5 separate regions of the Mus musculus genome follow, and regions 1, 2, 4 and 5 are each linked to region 3. A link is a contact called in public Hi-C, HiChIP or PLAC-seq and promoter capture Hi-C data. All regions are on one chromosome and are shown on one strand. The core of a region is the stretch at or near the end of the contact, and the rest is flanking DNA. Distances in the headings are between cores, read along the strand shown. Region 1 has its middle 65 kb from the start of 2210010C04Rik. Region 2 holds the start of Nobox (NOBOX oogenesis homeobox). Region 3 holds the start of Casp2 (caspase 2). Region 4 holds the start of Tpk1 (thiamine pyrophosphokinase). Region 5 overlaps Agk (acylglycerol kinase).

What was found. Promoter capture Hi-C pulls out the DNA fragments that hold promoters and counts their contacts. Hi-C and Micro-C count contacts between places; a contact is called where the count stands out from the background. HiChIP or PLAC-seq counts read pairs in DNA pulled down with a chosen protein or histone mark.
Region 1: a contact with region 3 is called in a Hi-C map of the G1E-ER4 cell line, with 4 times the contacts expected there. The contact joins the enhancer-like site here to the promoter of Casp2 in region 3. A contact is called at or near these places in 9 of 39 promoter capture datasets (the 3T3-L1 cell line, the C10 cell line, embryonic stem cells and 4 more), 2 of 484 Hi-C or Micro-C datasets (the G1E-ER4 cell line and cortical neurons), 6 of 115 datasets of contacts at active chromatin or transcription factors (DN3 thymocytes, the SCID.adh cell line, astrocytes and 3 more) and 2 of 9 other capture datasets (adipose tissue and liver).
Region 2: an HNF4G HiChIP or PLAC-seq map of pancreatic cancer cells shows a contact between it and region 3. The contact joins the promoter of Nobox here to the promoter of Casp2 in region 3. A contact is called at or near these places in 5 of 39 promoter capture datasets (the 3T3-L1 cell line, embryonic stem cells, hippocampal neurons and 1 more) and 5 of 115 datasets of contacts at active chromatin or transcription factors (embryonic forebrain, extraembryonic endoderm stem cells, forebrain and 2 more).
Region 4: a Hi-C map of regulatory T cells shows a contact between it and region 3, with 6 times the contacts expected there. The contact joins the promoter of Tpk1 here to the promoter of Casp2 in region 3. A contact is called at or near these places in 1 of 39 promoter capture datasets (pre-B cells), 1 of 484 Hi-C or Micro-C datasets (regulatory T cells), 2 of 115 datasets of contacts at active chromatin or transcription factors (astrocytes and thymic regulatory T cells) and 1 of 9 other capture datasets (liver).
Region 5: a promoter capture Hi-C map of embryonic stem cells shows a contact between it and region 3, with 2.4 times the contacts expected there. The contact joins the enhancer-like site here to the promoter of Casp2 in region 3. A contact is called at or near these places in 1 of 39 promoter capture datasets (embryonic stem cells), 1 of 115 datasets of contacts at active chromatin or transcription factors (embryonic stem cells) and 1 of 9 other capture datasets (embryonic stem cells).

What each region holds. Positions count from the first base shown.
Region 1 is chr6:41,098,775-41,102,010 of GRCm38.p6, forward strand. It overlaps Tcrb. Among named protein-coding and RNA genes, the nearest start is that of 2210010C04Rik, 65 kb to the left of the region's middle. Within about 2 kb of position 1,592, at least 4 of the 459 cell types and tissues checked have an H3K27ac peak or open chromatin away from gene starts, as enhancers often do. A contact at or near this core is called in the G1E-ER4 cell line, where this site is marked.
Region 2 is chr6:43,307,579-43,310,888 of GRCm38.p6, forward strand. It overlaps Nobox (NOBOX oogenesis homeobox), which reads right to left and starts at 1,976. Exons shown (of 9, transcript NM_130869.3): 1 at 1,912-1,976; 2 at 1-95. The coding sequence starts at 1,948.
Region 3 is chr6:42,263,486-42,266,528 of GRCm38.p6, forward strand. It overlaps Casp2 (caspase 2), which reads left to right and starts at 1,500. Exons shown (of 11, transcript NM_007610.2): 1 at 1,500-1,712. The coding sequence starts at 1,639. Tmem139 (transmembrane protein 139) reads left to right here. Exons shown (of 3, transcript NM_175408.4): 2 at 1-20; 3 at 243-1,070. The coding sequence ends at 642.
Region 4 is chr6:43,665,021-43,668,400 of GRCm38.p6, forward strand. It overlaps Tpk1 (thiamine pyrophosphokinase), which reads right to left and starts at 1,258. Exons shown (of 9, transcript NM_013861.4): 1 at 1,116-1,258; 2 at 740-797. The coding sequence starts at 782.
Region 5 is chr6:40,348,383-40,351,923 of GRCm38.p6, forward strand. All of the region lies in intron 3 of Agk (acylglycerol kinase), which reads left to right. Among named protein-coding and RNA genes, the nearest start is that of Agk, 25 kb to the left of the region's middle. Within about 2 kb of position 1,974, at least 7 of the 459 cell types and tissues checked have an H3K27ac peak or open chromatin away from gene starts, as enhancers often do. A contact at or near this core is called in embryonic stem cells, where this site is marked.

The DNA of each region.
Region 1 (3,236 bases), core at 342-2,841, 1.2 Mb before region 3:
AGAGGAGAGAGGAGAGAGGAGAGAGAGAGAGAGAGAGAGAGAGAGAGAGAGAGAGAGAGAGAGAGAGAGAGAGAGAGCTATGAAGCAATGTGTTCTAGAAAGAAAGTAGCCAAAATATAGAACTTACAAACCTGGACAGTTGGTTGTCTTAGTACCCTCTATTCTCTTCACATCTCTGCCAGACTCTGAAGGCAGGATGGTTTAGAAGAGAAACTGAAATTATGTAGAATGCTATACATGCAAACTTCAGGGTACAAACACCTTTTCGCAGTTCTGAGATATAAGCTGATAAAGTTGCAGAGTGATTGGGAGAAATCATATTCTTAATAATTTACTACCAACACAGGTTCCGTTCAGATTTGATAAGAGCAGCATTACTTGCCACTTAAGGCAAAGGTTAAGAATGCTGGTCTAAAAGGAATACATATAGAGAGAACAAAAACAAACAAATGAACAAGAAAACCCATGTGGTTAGAATCCCAAATCATAAAGATAATGTGAGGATGTCCAAGTAGAGTTGGGAGAGGAGGTTCCCATCACTGCTTGTTTGTTGGTCTCCTGCTCAAGTGTAAGTGTGCAAAGTATGATGTGTAAGTAAGCTCCAGCAATGGCCTCAGTACAGAGTAAGTGAAAAAGGAGAGAGATGAGAACTTGCATATTATGGGTTGGGAACTGCAGGAAACCTTCAAAATATGGTAAAAAGATAGTAAAAGTGACATCACAGGGTAATCTTTGAATCAGAGAAAATAATGTTGGCCAAGAACTCAGCTCTTACCCAAGAGTACCTACCTTCTGCAGCCTAGCCATAATTTCCTTTTCTTAACTACTTTGCTTTGACCAAAAGGCTCTGCTTCTCCCAATCTGTACTCTCTGTGAATGTATGTCAACCTTTCTCCCTGATGCCCAACACCACTTCCTTAAGGAAATGTTCTTTTGACTATTAGATTAGGACACTAGAGCATGTTAGATTTTCCTGATTTTGACTTAACAGTCACTATTTCACATTTATTTGTTGATAAACAAAAACTTCCTCTCTTCTTCTTGGGGCTGAAAAGCTCCTTTTGTAGGAACTGTGGTTTTGTTCTGATTTTATTGCTTGTCCCAAAAGATGTCCTAAGTACTAAAGCCCAATATTTGAACAAAGAAATATAAGGAAATCATCTTTAGTTTTTGACTTGGCCATTTCAGAAGTCCAGCCGTATTATCTGAGAATCTTTATCCCTTTATCTTATGGAACCAGAAATTTCTATCCTGAGTTTTATCGTGATCACACTCCTTTCTGCAAGTCTGAGCTTCATATCCTCTCACTAACCTCCTGGGCTTCTTTCTTCTCTCTATTTCAGTCCCTCATCTTCTGCCTAGATTTTGGTGTCTTCTGAAGATAGGATAGCAAGTCGAAAAATCATCAACACTAGAAATAAAAAGTGATGGAGAAAACAAATGACTTCTCTAATGCCACTTGATTTTCTTGAGAGAAAGATACTTCTTGATAATTTGAGGATAGGACACCTGCTACATTGTCTCATGAGTGTGCATTTGTGGGTTTTTGGATGTCCAAGACATAACTGTGTTTCATCTGCTACCCATTCTCAACCTCGGCCATGGTACAAGGCACTTACCAGAGCTCTCTGCTTACTTTAAACAAGGAAGGTTCAGTTCCTCCTTTATAGCTATAAAGCATCAATTATGACAATGCAGAATCCATTTATAGAGTGAATATAGTATGTGGTTTTGTAAAATTCTGAGAATCATTTGAGGTTGAAATAATCCCTCAATACAGACCGAAAGTAGATTAAAACACAAGCTTCTTGCCTGAATGATTCACATTAAGTCTTCAAAGACTTGTGTAATTTAATGTCCTGAGGCAGAGAAGAACAAAAATAGATGACTTGAGAATCAAAGCTTAAAAGGCATCTTCTTTAGGGAAAATAGATCTTCGCACCTACTTGCTGAAGTCACACTTGACAAAGTTGTAACCTACGATGAATTCTAGAATAATAGTGTAGTTGACATGACCTGAATTATAAACAAAACCGAGTCTCTCTAGAGGCCCAGAGAAATTAAAACATGAATTAATAGAAATTATACAAGGAACTTAATTCAGATTTAAAACACTAGGCACTAGATGGTGCTAATGCACTTTTCCTATTAAATACAGAATTATTCAAATTCTCTGAGAATAAAGAGTCTCTCTCTCTCTCTCTCTCTCTCTCTCTCTCTCTCTCTCTCCACATACACAACACACATACATTTTCCTACTTTGCTTTTTATTGTTGTAATAAACAACTGTAACTGAAAGTAATTTGGGAAGGAAAGGATTTATTTAGTTCACAGGTTGCCCTGACTTTCTCATGGTAGGCAGGATTTAACAGGTCAAAGCCAAGTTAGTTATAATTATTAAAATCAAACAGACATATCAAGTACATCAAACTCCTTTTTACCCACCCCCAGTCATAAGCCAGCCACGATACTTAAATTCTTGGGCCTTTTATGCTTTACAATTTATTAAGTTTATTAAGGAAATGAACCTTTTTTCAGTGTCCCACTGGTATAGATTTTTGTCTTTTTCTATTTAGAAATTATAAAATATTCCACCTGATGAAAAAATTATAAATGTCATAGTTTTATGGAGATAAAATACCTTTTAATATTAAAAATTCAATGGTGTATAAATAAAATGCTAATGATATCCTTATACTCCTATCTATTATTAGTAACCAATTTTTCCACTTTAGTGTTTTGTAATAATTCCTTTTCTCTATAAGCATGTGTCACTGACTCTTAACTGCATATGCATATTTCTTATCTATTTTGATATATATCATATATATGATACATAAATATAAAAGAGAGTAAGACAGACAGAAACACACACACACACACACACACACAGAGAGAGACAGAGAGAGAGAGAGAGAGAGAGAGAGAGAGAGAGAGAGAGAGAGAGAGAGAGAGAGAGAGAAATTCGTTAATTGTCTACTATTCTCTAATGGGAAGACAGGTATAATTCTAATGTCATAATTATCTTAACATCACTGCTGAATGATTTTCAAGTTCTGACAGATCTTTCTTCAACTGTCTGAGCAACTTCCTTTCAGCTTCTCTTCTCTGATGACCTCAGTTCTTCTGTCATTCACAATCCTAGCCTATCTGAGAGTGCCAATCATACTTTTTATATCACTTGATGGGAATGGAGGGGAAAGGAGAGATATGGAGCCCTCCAGAACTTGTTTCAT
Region 2 (3,310 bases), core at 726-3,225, 1.0 Mb after region 3:
CTTGTCTTGATCATCCTGGATGGGCAGGGCAGAATCCTGCAGTGGTCCCTCTGTCTCCAGTGCAGCAGTCCTGGGCTTGTCACCAGCTTCCTGGCCTGTGGAGAGCAGCAGCCACTGGCTTCAGCGCTAGGTGGCAGAACCCCTTCCTCCCTGTAGCTGATATGTTGTTAGAACCCAAAAATTCCTTTGCCTGTCTACCAAATGAGGCCTGAATGCCAGGCTTCCGTTCTTAACTGGGCCGTTGGAAGGATGAGTTAGATAAGTGGTTCCCAACCTTACCAATGCTCTGACCCTTTAGTACAGTTCCTCATGTTGTGGTGACCCCCAATCATAAAAGTATTTTTGTTTCTATTTTGTAGCTGTAATTTTGCTACTGTCATGAGTCATTATGTAAATATCTGTGTTTTCCTGTGGCCTCAGGCCATCCTTGTGAAAGGGTCATTTGACACCTCTAAAGGGGTCATGATCCACAAGGTGTGAATCACTGGATTAAATAATCCAAATGTAAGCAACGACTGCACCTCTGCGGAGTCTTAATGTGAGAACAGTGGAAAGCTGTGTATACATTTTCTCAAATTTCCCCAGACATCAGAGGTGCAGGCTCAGGCGACAAGCATCTGTTTGATATTTCTAATAGACAACCATTGGGGAGGGGTGAATAGGAAGAGAGAAGCAGGCAGACTGCCATCCTGGCTTTCCTCAGACTAGCCCTGGTTTCAGAAGGGAAGCAAGGCACTGTGGGTTGCAGAGGAGATAAAGCAGGGCCCTGGATCTTCCAGAGCCCAGGCACGAGCGGCAGAGGCCATCAGAGGGGGAATCACATGAATGAATGATGGAGGCTTTACCTTCCCCAATCCTTTCCCCCTCCTAGCCCTCAATCCACGTGTTCTGGTTCCTCCCTCCTCTCCTTCCTTCCGCCCAGTCCCACTCTTCTGCAGGTGAGGAAGCCCTCATCTGGAAGGAAAAAACCCTCCAACCAGCTGCGAAGCTCGCCCTCCCCGCCGCTTAGGCAACTCTTAGAGATGGGCTTGCAGTGGAGCACAGAACCCATTTGACCTCCCCCTCACCCCCATGTACTTCCCCCTAGGTGAAGAAATGCGGGTAGGCTTTAAATAATCAACCCAAGATCACACAGGGATTCGGTCCAGGGGCTCAGTCTACTCTCAGCCACCTCCTGGAATCCAAACGCTTCTCCTAGTTACTTCAAGTACTTATCACAAAAGAAAATTCACCTCAGGGAGTTGCTGTCATTTCCAACGAAACCAGAAACTGTGTAAGTAAACGGTAACTGAAGCCTTTGACTATACCTCTAAAAAAACTTTCTAATAATAGATAAAGCTGGGGGCAAGTCCTGGCCCAGGCGCCTTTTCCAGATGATTCTATATACACCGTAGAACCCTGTCAGAGAGGTGGAGGCGGGGTGCAACCAGAGGGTGAAGGCAGTAATGGTGTCAAGGGTCGCTGGGACAAACACCTTTAATCCCAGCACTTGGGAGGCAGAGGCAGGCGGTCTACAAAGTGAGTTCCAGGACAGCCAGGGCTATACAGAGAAACCCTGTCTCAAAAAACAAACAAACAAACAAACAAACAAACAAACAAAAAGTTTCATAACGGTGATTAACATGTAGCACAGTAATAAGCATGGTACGGAGTAGGCACTCCACAAACATGGACCTTATTCCACTAATGTACCGTAGTGAAAGGGGCGAAGAGTGGGAGAAGCTAGGTTAGAGCGGTTCTTTATCCCCAGCACACCGGAGATGATCCCTCACCAGAAGGATGTGGTTAGGTGACCCCCCTTTCCCATTACCCACAGACCTAAACATGCTCTCGAGGCTGGCCCAGTGAGCAGCAGCCCTCACAGGCTCAGCAAACCGTCCTCACTAAGGCCAATCCCCAATGGGTGCTCACCCTGCATTTTCTTGCAGAGCTTCTCCGTAGGTTCCATGGCCCAGGCTCCCTCTCCTGAGCTCGCCCTGGTACCACAGGCGCGCGGCTTTAATGAAGTCCGTGGGGTGGCCAGGTGTGTGGAGTCTGCACAGGTCATGCAGCGCAGCCGCAGCGGAGCTGGCGCCCCCCAACTCCACCCCCAGGGCGAGGCACCGCACACCTGGGGTGGGGGCTGGGAGAGCCATCCTGCAGTTCCCTGTGAGCCAAGGGTACCAGATACTGGTCAAAGACACCTCCCCAAAGTCGGGGCAGGAGCAGAACAGCAATGGAAGGGGGGATCCCAGGCTAACCCACATCCTAGCACGCAGTGAACGGACATGGTTGTGGCTCCCCTCTTGACCCTTGAATATGAGCCTGTCCTAGCTACTGCTTGCTTCAAGGATTCTTGTGCCTCAAAGTCCTAACTGACTTGAGTAGCCTTAACATACAGATCCAGGGGCAAAGACAGGAATGGAGTTGAAAGTACCCCAGGCCTGGAGGAGACTAAACCTCTCGGATCCCGCACAAGTTTGCAAGTATAGACGAGGTTCAAGCGAGTCCAGGTTTTCTTATTAGGCTTGCCCATTGAATATCAGCTTTCTGGATATTGAACCAGGATAAGAGAGACTCCTGGTTCATGGAATGTTTATTTCTGTTAGGAAAAAAGATAGCAAAATTATACAGTTCTTACTTCTTCTTCAACCGGAGTGGAGTGGGAGGGGGGTGAGGAATGTGAGTGTTGGCCAGATTGAAACAGCTGCGGCAAGCTGGGGGAGGAAGAGCCGCTTCTAACCCGGGCTCACGTGTTTTGATTTTAGTTACTTCCAAGGTTCTGGACACCAGGCATTTTTTTCCTGCCATATTAAACAATCAGCTACCGGGACATTTTCCTGTGTCTAAAGATCATTTTTGAGAGACTTCTGACAGGAGTAGGAGTCTTAGTTATTTCTGCAACATAAAGCTCTAAATTAACTAAAGGCCAGTGAGATGGCTCGGTGGTAAAAATTAAAAAAAAAAAAATGCGCTTGTTTTACAAACCTGAGTTCAGCCCCCAGTGAAATGTTGGAGAGAACCAACTCCTGAAAGGTATCCCTTGACCCCATAGTCTTAGGACGATGGCATGAGCCACCCCCACCCCCCACCCCCCAACTCTTTAAAGAGAATTTTAGGCTCAAAATCCAGTTTCTGGGCTAGAATATCTGCAGCGTTCTGTAAGGCCAGCAGGGTGTGGGCCCAGTGAAGCTGTTCTCTATGGGAAACCCAGCATCATTTGGTTGTGGCTGGAACATTATGGTTTTCTAGTGTAATCATTTAAAGGACAACTACTGTGTACCAGAAACTAGGGCGGAGGGGGGGGGGAAATGCCTGCCTTCCCCACAGC
Region 3 (3,043 bases), core at 250-2,749:
GAGGCCTCAGGCCAAGCGCAGTGAGTCGATGGGAGATGGGCAGGATGACGGGAAGACACGCAAGGCCCTCGTTCCCTCTGTGCCCATCCTTTCTTAAGCATAGACTCTGCTTTCCTCTGTCACTGGTATCATTAAGAGCAATGGTCAGCAGACAATAGAGAGGTCTTTTGCAAGAATGGTGGAACAGAAAAAGGGGGTCTTCTTTCAGGTACCCACTAACGACCATATTTCTTCTCCCACAGAGACAATGGAGCTTTTGAGGTGCCAACCTATGAACAGGCTGTAGAGGTGATGGATTCACAACCACAGAGCCACCTCCAAGAGCTGGAGCAACCACCCCCTTACAGCAGTATCATAATATCCCCAGGAGTTGAGGGGGCACAGCCTAGCCAACCAGACAGTCCCAGCACAGGCAGTCTGAAAAGGCGAGTGGGCTCAGAGGGGACAATGACTGCCAGAGGAAACCCTGGAAGAATTCTTCGACTTAGGGGTCCACGAGTTGTGGCCACTGCTCCTGATCTGCAAAGCATGAGAGTGGCCCCCAAACTGGAGCCTAGTACTCCACCTCCTGCCTATGAAATCAGTTTTGCTCATGCTGATGATGACAGTGTTTTCTATGAAGATAAATGGATACTTCCCTAAGTGGTGCCCTCAGAACCTGTGCACTCATTTGCCCAGCATTTCCTAGTGTCTATTGGATCAGAAACTGGTTTTACCCGGACATCACAATCGAGGCCTTCAAAGCAGCGGGGAGTCGGGCTGTGGCATGTCGTTCACAGATAAATGGCACACCTAGATTCTTCTGGAAACATTCTGGAACCTATCTGATGACCAGTATTTCCAGAGTAAGGTGGAAGATGAGAAAGAGATAAGTTACCAAGAGAAGCTGGAGGGATACCTCTGAGTGACTGCTGTGTTTCTTCTATTGTAGACACCAAGTCTCCCTGAGATTCCTGATGGGGTATTACCTACCAAGATAATGAGAGCTTCTAAGGTTGAGGGGAGCTGAATAGTTTGCACAAGAACGGGATGCTAGTAAAAACATAAAAATAACTCGAATCAAATTCCAATTCCAGTGCCTCCTGTTTTCAATACCAAGCAGGCAATCCGCATTACTTTATAGCCTTGTCAACTGGTAGATAAGAGAATGAGAGGACACTTGTGTAGGAAAAGCGCGACCACGAGCTGCCCCAGCCTGGGAGAAGAGCGCCTCCTAGTGCTTTCCGTCTTCCCTGCATCCTGGCCCTGGAAGTTCAAGGCGAACAAGGATAACAAGGGAAGCCCAGCCCCTTTGGTCTCTTGTAGTTACTTCAGGAGGGGTCGGAGGAACCAGGGGAGGGGGCTGCGGTTTCCGCGGGAATCGATAGCCAATCAGGTCCCCGAGTAGGAGAACCCTCGCTCTTTTCCCGCCCCTTCCCGTTCCTTCTAGCGCCTCCTCTCTTCCCATTGGGCTGTGCGAGCCTCAGCGAGCAGTGTGCGCTTGCGCATGTCCCGGCGTGGGTGGGGCTTGCTGGCGTCGGGCGGAGCCGTGCGCAAGCGCGGCGCGGTGGGAGGCTGGGGGAGGGATGCGGGGGCTGGCGCGGCCCAGCGTTTGTTTGTTTTGTGGGTGGTGCGTGTGCAGCCCGGGAAAAGCTGGAAATGGCGGCGCCGAGCGGGAGGTCGCAGTCCTCCCTGCACAGGAAGGGGCTGATGGCGGCTGACAGGAGGAGCAGGTGAGGAGGGCAGAGGAGGGGAGGCGGCCAGGCGAGCGGCGCGGCTTCTTGGCCTGGTGCCGCGTGTACAGGGGCTGCAGCAGCCTCCCTTTGTCCAGCGCAGAGGAGTCTATGAGAGCGATCTTGTCCGTCCCGCGCTACTTCTCGCCTGCGGCATCTCACCTTTTCCAGAGATGCTCCGGCTTTTCCTTCCAGTTCTTAGCTGAGGACTTAAACTCATTTCTCTTTAAAAACCAGAGACTTCGCAGCTCGGCCTTGGGCGCATTTGACTTGGATTGACTATCTCGTGCCCTGCACTGCTTTCTCATATAATAGATGTTTGTCAGAGAGTTCCACACAGGTTTGGGGGATTTGAATCCTTTGAGAGGATTAGATGGTTCCCGTTTCTCCGCCTCCTCCGTCAGTTTCGATGAAAACATTGCACAGGACGACACAATTTTATTGTTTCCTGTCCAGACCTCTAACATTAATATAGAAACGGGAACTCTTACAGGACACGGAATCAAAGCGTTAGAAACCTCTCGGTGTTCTTTTTCTCCATTCCACTTTTCATGGGTGCCCTAAAATTCCAGGTGACTGGAAACTTCGGGAAAGTTCATATTTTAAGCCTGGTAGTTTGAGATAAAAGGAAGTGGCAGGTGTGCGGAGTAGGTGGAGCCTCAGATAAAACACGGTGACGACTGCTTCGTTAAAAATTCAAGCCTGGGACATAAGAGGATTTAGAACTGGAGTCAGTAAATTGTACCTGAGGATGCAATTGTCTAGAGAAAAGCCCCCTCCCCTTTATTTTTTTGCAAGGGTGTCCTAGTGCAGGGCCAGCATTTAAAGGCTACAAGGCTGTAATCCTGGCATCCTGATGCCTGAGGCAAGAGAATCAGAAACTGAAAATGAGTTTGGTCTCCTGGTCTAGTCCTGTCAAAGAGAATGAGGTGTTGGGGGAGAGGTCAGGTGCCCTCTACAGGAAACCGGAACATGGCTAGCCAACTGAAACTGGAGAGAGCAGTAGAGTGGAAGTCGAGGAAATGAAGCCGCTTAAGAAATGGATCTTCCTAATGACCTAAGAACTCTGCTCTACCATTCATTATATACCTAATGATAAACCCAGCTAACAGCTGCTGTATTCATTTTAATTTAACCAAGGTCCTGTATTTATCCCCATTACTGTGTTGTCTTGTAAGGTGATTCTTAACTGAGGTTTTAAATTCATGTAGAGCATGAATTTTAAAACCTCAGTTAAAATTCTAGTGAATTTTGAAATAGCAGGTACATTCTGAATATTTACTCTGCGTCAATACCTCTTGCTAATGCAGTTTCTCAGGACCCTATTTTTC
Region 4 (3,380 bases), core at 8-2,507, 1.4 Mb after region 3:
ACCCCAGAATGACATCTGACCCCCATATGCATATGCGCACATGTACCTACACAAACATCCATAGATAAAAAGTGTAACTTGAAAATTAAATACAACTAACTAGCCTTACAATTTATCACTGTAGTCAAATTACATAAGAATAAATGCTACTAATAAAACTCATTCCACATGTCATCATGTGAAGTACAATAACTTCAAAGTTTGAGAAATAAAAATCCTATGGGCTGGGTAATCAGTTTACTGATAAGTGTATCTTACCTAGCATTTTCAAGGCTCTGGACTCAATCCCCAGCACCAAGTTTTATAATAAAAATTAAAAGCCTTAGGGTTAAAACTTCAAGACACTGTATGTAACCATGTACTGATCTTGTACTAAGTTCAGGTACTTTCAAGATGATTAGAAACGTCCCTGACAGACAGCTATGGACATCCCTCACGTTCCCAGTGTCAAATGTTCCACGGTTGGATATGTGTGTTTGGCATGTTGGTTGTTTACTCTTGGAATATCAGGTAGAGGATACAAACTGTATCAACTCGCTCAGTCCTCACAAAAGTTCTACAGGGCAAAGACTAAATATTTATGTTCACTTTCCAAACAGGGAAACAGAGGCACAGGTGTGGTTGCTAACTTGCGCACAGGAAAAAGGAAATGGAGTTTTCGGTTAAGGCCTTCAGGGTAGGAATGAGGTCCCTCTGCGGGGCTCGTGCTGACACTGTAGCATGGTAAAGAATACGGTACCCGTAGGTAGCAGGGGTTCCAACGGGGTAAAGGCATGCTCCATAGCGGGGAATGGATTCTGTATGGAAAACAAAATAAGTCCCAAGTTATTTCCCAAACGTAATTCTGCGACAGGAGTAAGCATCCCGCAGCAGGCACTTTGGACCCGGCACTACGGGAGGCCAGGAAGGTGCAGCGGTGGGCGGGGGAAAGTCCCAGGCAGAGGCTGGAGAACCTGGAATCTCAAGCGAGCTCCAGGCTCCAGCTCCGGCCACTGCCTCTATTCACCCAGACGCCCCAGCTTCCATCCGGGGACTGGCGGCGAGGGGCGGCCTCCCTCGCTCCCTCTTTCCCGCGCCCCCGCCCCGCCAGCCCGCGCCGGCAGCCGCGCACTTACACAATGGCGGGTGGAGCCACGAGCGACGCGAGCGAGGGCTGCGGGAGTGACGGATCGAAAGCTCGGCGCTCGGCTGCGGAGCCTGGGGCGCGCCGCGCGTTCGCGGGAGAGGGCTTCGTGCGCGAGCACAGAGCCCCGCCTCTTCCGGAGGGGCCCCTGGCTGCCGCCTGCGTAGCTTCTAGCAACCGCGGGGTGCTTAGTACCAGCCTGCTGTGCTCAGTTCCCTGCACAGTGGAGAATTCCATCCACCTTCGCCCATCTGTTACACCCAGTCCACTGAGTCCACCTTCTCTTTCATCTTCTGCTTCCCGTGCTTTGCACAAACAGTGCTTTGTAAACATACCAATGGGAACCCTTTAAAATAAATCACCACGTTGTAGGAATGCAGCTTTTTTTTTTTTTTTTAGCAAAGCCAAAGAACCAAAATTTCACCACCACCATCTCTAAGCCAGCATAGATGAGGACTCAAAAATTCTGAGAACCTGTAGGTCTCCTGCTGGCCCAGAAATAACAGAGACCCATCCCTGCGTTTAAAAACCAGTTCCAGGTATACCGAGCTAGCCTCAAAAATCACTGTGTAGCGAAAGATGACTTCATTCATCTGGTCCTCCTGTTTCTTCCTTCTAAGTACTGCTCTTTCAATCATGACTACTATGTCAAGTTAATGTGGCTGGTGCTGGGTATCCAGCTAGTCAAACATTCTAACTGATGAACTTCCCCTTCCCCAGTCGGGTAATAGGTAAGTCCTTTTTAATCTTTTTAACTCAAACATCCATTTCTTTCTATTTAAAGATTCCAAATACACTTCCCAAACTTGGGCAATCATTATTCAATTCTTTCCAGTTTTGATGCCAACATTTTAGCTTCTAGCTAGCAGAACATACACTATTTGCCTTTCTTTGACAACTTACTTCACTTGGCAGGCATAATGTCCTCCCGTCCCATCCACATCTCTGTAAATTCCATTATTTCATTATTTTTATTACTGAAGAATGCCATTTCTCTATTACAATATCTTTGCAAAGGAATGCTACTTCAATAAACATAAGAGTACAGAGCATTTGACTGTGTTTTCCATTCTCTTTGGATGTATGCCCAGCAGTGGGATGAGTGAACCATATGGTAGTTCTATCACCTGTTTAGTTAAGGAGTTTCCATTGTGTTTTCCATAGGTCTACGCTAACTTAAACTTCCATTAACCATGATCGAGTTTCTCTTTCTCTGCATCCTTGCCCAGCTTCCTTACTTTCCCTTTGTAAGAATCCTTATCACTGTCCCTCTCTTCCATCTCTCATCTCTCTCATGTTGATATCCTGTTGTGGTTTTATTTTAACTCCCTGGGGATTTGCGATGGCGGGCAGTATTGTTTATGCTTTTTTGGCCATGTATGCATCCTTTCTTGAGACATGGCTATTCAAGTCATTGGCCCACTTCTAATTTAGATTATTTGTTGCCATGGTTGTTTGGAAAAGTTGTTAGATCTCAAACCCATGACAAAGAGCCAACATGGACCTGGTTGTCAGGTTCCCTCTGCATTGCTCAGTTCCTAGCTGTTTCAGGGTACGGATGGCATACCCCACCTCCTACTCTAAATGTCTCCAGCCCTTCCCATATAATCCAGCCATTTTGCATACCTGGTCCTTTTGTTTACCATCTCCTCTCCTGCCTCTCCCTTTTCCCCTCTCCTCACAAGTGTCAGCTCAGACTTCTTCCAGTTGTCCCCAACTCTGGCTGTGCTCTCCCTTTTATCTACAATAAACATTCTCCTTCACCACACCTAGGAGCAGTCATGTCCTTCCCTTTTGTTCCCTTTTTTCATTCACGTTCCTTACACATACTGAAAAAAAAAACAAAAAAACAATACAAATCTTTGTTCTAACCAATGTCTAAGTGTTTTTTCTTATATTGTCTTCTGGAATTTCACATCTCACATTTAAGTCTTGATCCATTTTTCCACTGACTATTATACCCAGTAGAAGATAGGTGTCTAGTTTCTTTTCTTCGCATACAGAAGTTCAGTTTCGCAGAACCTTTCACAAAAGGATAGCACCATCTCCAAGATATGATTTGACTGCCTTCACTGACATCAACTGACTGCAGAAACAGGGACTCAAACTCTGAGTTGTCTTTTCTACTGTTTTGTGTGTCTGGTTTTAAGTGGCCGGTTTAATTACTGTCATTTTCCAGTGTGCTTTGAAAACAAATACTGTGAGACCTACCACTTTGTTCAGAATACTTTATCTAGTTGGGATCTTTTGTGGTTCA
Region 5 (3,541 bases), core at 724-3,223, 1.9 Mb before region 3:
GGCAGGAGGATTGCCATGTGTTTACCTCCTGGGTTACATAATGAGTTTCAGGCCAGCCTGAGATAGGCTATGAGTCCCTCAAAAAATAAGCTGTTGGATTATTTTTGAGTCTCAGTATGATACTCTAGAACATATATGTAATTCTTAATGATCAAATCAAGGTAATTATCAAATAAACCTTAATATTGAGTTCCAGGGAGTTCTGCTGATACACTCTCCTCTTACTTAAGGTGAATCCTCTGCTTATGTTCTTTCTGAATTTCAGCCCCACTTACTTTCCCAGGAACAAGGTCTTGTTAGGAACTTTTCCACATACTGACCCCTTACTGTTCTAATCCTCCAGTCCTCTGCACATGTTTAGCATCTTCCATGTGACTAAAGGTGCATTGATCCTCTCAGCTTTCTCTACTTTTCCTATGGTCTTTTTATAATCTAAATTATTGAGTGATTTAAAAAAATCATGTAAACTCAACTCTAGTTTTTACAAACTTCTTAATCCATTATGGACCTGACACCTGACTTTACAAGTCTGGCTAGGAATTCTTGGGACTAGGAAATGAGGATAAGGAGGGGCAGTCTAGTGCTGTAGATCTGGAATCTGGCTACAGAGTACTGGGGTACTGGGAAGAGATACCACCATGACCATAACTCTTATAAAGGAAAACATTTACTTGGGGCTGGCTTATAGGTTCAGTGGTTTCGACCATTGTCATCACGGCTGGAAGCTTGGCAGCATGCAGGCAGACAAGGTAGCTGAGAGAGAAAGCCACACTGGACCTGGCTTGAGAATCTGAAACCTCAAAGCCCACTTCCTAGTTACACACTTTCTCCAACAAAGCCAGCCCTCCACTAATGCTATTCCCTATAACTGTGGGGGCCATTTTCACTTAGACTACCACATTCTGCTCCCTGCTCCCCATGGGCCTGTAGCCACATCATAATGCAAAATGCAGTTAGTCTAACTTCAAAAGTCCTCAGTCTATCACAGTTTCAACCATATTTAAAAGTCCACAGTTGAAAGTCTATGATAATCAAGGCAGTCTCTTAACTATAGCCTCCTGTAAAATCAAAATGAAAAAAAAAAAAACAAAGAAAAAAGCAAATCACATACTTCTAACATACAGTGACACAGGGCATACATTACTATTCCAAAATGGAGGAAAGAGAAGGATAATGAGGAAGTACTGGACTAAAGCAAGACTGAAAGTCAGCTGGGCATACCCCAAACTTTGCATCTCCATGACTGCTGTCAAATCACACTTCAGCTCTCAAACTCCTTTCACTGTTTTTGACTGAAACATAATTCTTTCTCTTGGACTGGTTCCATTCCCTGATAGCAGCTTTCCTTGGCAGGTATCCCAAGGCTCTGGCATCTTCAACATCCTGGGGTCTTCAAGGCAGTCCAGGCCTCACCTTTACAGCTTCATGCAATGGTCTTTCTAGGTCTCCAAGAAGGGACATCTGCATATGCCTGGCCTCAGAGGCTTTCCTTAGTTATGGAGGGAGACTCTATAACTCTTTTCTTGTGTCCTTGACTCTATAAACTTAGGTACCATGTGGCTGAAGCTGCAAAGTTCTGCTGCTTGCGTGAACCCCTTATTCAAATACATTTTCTCCAGTTTTCTGGTTTTTTAATTTTTTTTTCTTGTTTTTTTTTTTTTTTTTTACTTTTTTACTTTTCAGCTTTCTGGTTTTGATAGTTTCCTTCACTGCCTAAGTTTGGCTATCCTGGAGCTTCCTTTGTAGACCCAGGCTGTCCTTGAACTCTAAAATCTACTTGCCTTTTCCTCCCAGGTGCTTGGATTACAGGTTTGTGGACTTGGCCTTATGCTTTTATTTAATTCCTTTTTCATTTAATTCCTTAGCTGGGTGGGGGTCTTGTTCTGAGGTCACCACTCCCTTTACTCCACTTAGCATCTGGCTTTTCTTTAATCTGTTTACATTCCCTGGGGCTCCTTTTCTTCCTCTACTGTACTTTTTGTATTTTTTCTTGCTTATCTTAAGTCTTTTGTTGTAGATCTGCATAAGACTGGCTTCTATTAACCACAGAAGACAGTCAATGCTAGGTTGTTTGGAAAAGTCCTTTGCCAAAACATTTAATCAATAATTCCTTAATTTAGCCTCAGGCAGATTTTTTTGGACAAAGGCAGAAAACAGCCACATTCTTTACCAAAATATTGCAAGAACAATCTCTAGGCCACATATAATATTTTTCTCTGAAACTTCTTAAGCTGGGCTCTCATAGTTCAAATCACCCTCAGTACCACTATCTTCCATGATCCTACTAGTATGGCTCATTAAGCCCGGTTTAAAATGTCCAATGACATTTCTAGCTCAAAAGTCCCAAAGTATTCCATATTCTTCCAGGCAAAAACAGTGTCAGGCCTATCTTAGCAATACCCCATTCCAGGAACCAGCCTCGATCTTAGTTAGAGTTTCTATTGCTGTGAAGAGACATCATGACCACATCTCTTAGAAAGGCATTTAATCAGGCCAGCTTAAAGTTTAGAGGTTTACTCCATTGTCATAATGGCAGGAAGCATGGCAGTATGCAGGTAGATGTGGTGTTAGACAGGTAGCTGAGTGATCTCTACCCAAATCAGCAAAAAGCAGGAAGAGAGTGCCACACTGGGCCTTTCTTGAGCATCTGAAACCTCAGAGCCCACCCCTCAGTGACACACTTCCTCCTACAAGGCCATTCCTACTCCAACAAAGGCAGACTTCCAATAATGCCACTCCCTATGAGTCTATGGAGGCCATTTCCATTCAGACCTCCACAGCTGAGTTAGTTACTTCATTCCTGATGGAATCCTAGAATGAAATGGATCAGAACAAACCAAATTGATGATATATTTGGAGACTTAGCCAGAAAATGTCAAGATACAAGAGTAAAAAGAGAACAAGATACAAGAGTAAAAAGAGAACAAGATACAAGAGTAAAAAGAGAACAGAAGTGGTAATGGGCAGGTAATGTGTGTGTGTGCACTTGTCTATGTAGGTGTGTATGGAGGTTAGCATTGGCATGTTATTCTCTCTAGCTCTCCCTAGCTTTACTGAATTGAAGCTTGCCATTTCCACTAGACTATCTGACCAGGGAGCCCCCCCGGATCCGCCTGGTTTCTCTTCCCAGCACTGGGGTTATAAACATACACTGACACTGGAGATCTGAACTCTGTCTTAGGCTTGTGTAGTACTTTACTATTTAGTTACCCACGTAGCCATCTCCCCAGCACAGAGCTTGTTTATTTAGAAGGTGTAGAAAGGATCTCTAGTGGACAGTCAGAGGGGAGGCAGATTTAGACTGAGTTGTTCAATACAACATCTTGCTATAGCCATTTCCCCTCTAATCTTTGCTTTATACTTGTTTTCTAGAATTCTGCTGCCATAACCCAGACTTGTTTTTCAACCCCAAGACCTGAAGTTTTTGGCCTTTTTAGTGTTGTGTTATCATGATTCTTTTCATCAGCTCTCTTCCCTAGTTTAGATGTCTCAGTAGTAGCTCCCCTTCTGTTGCTGTTTTGAATCCTCACATTGATCCTTT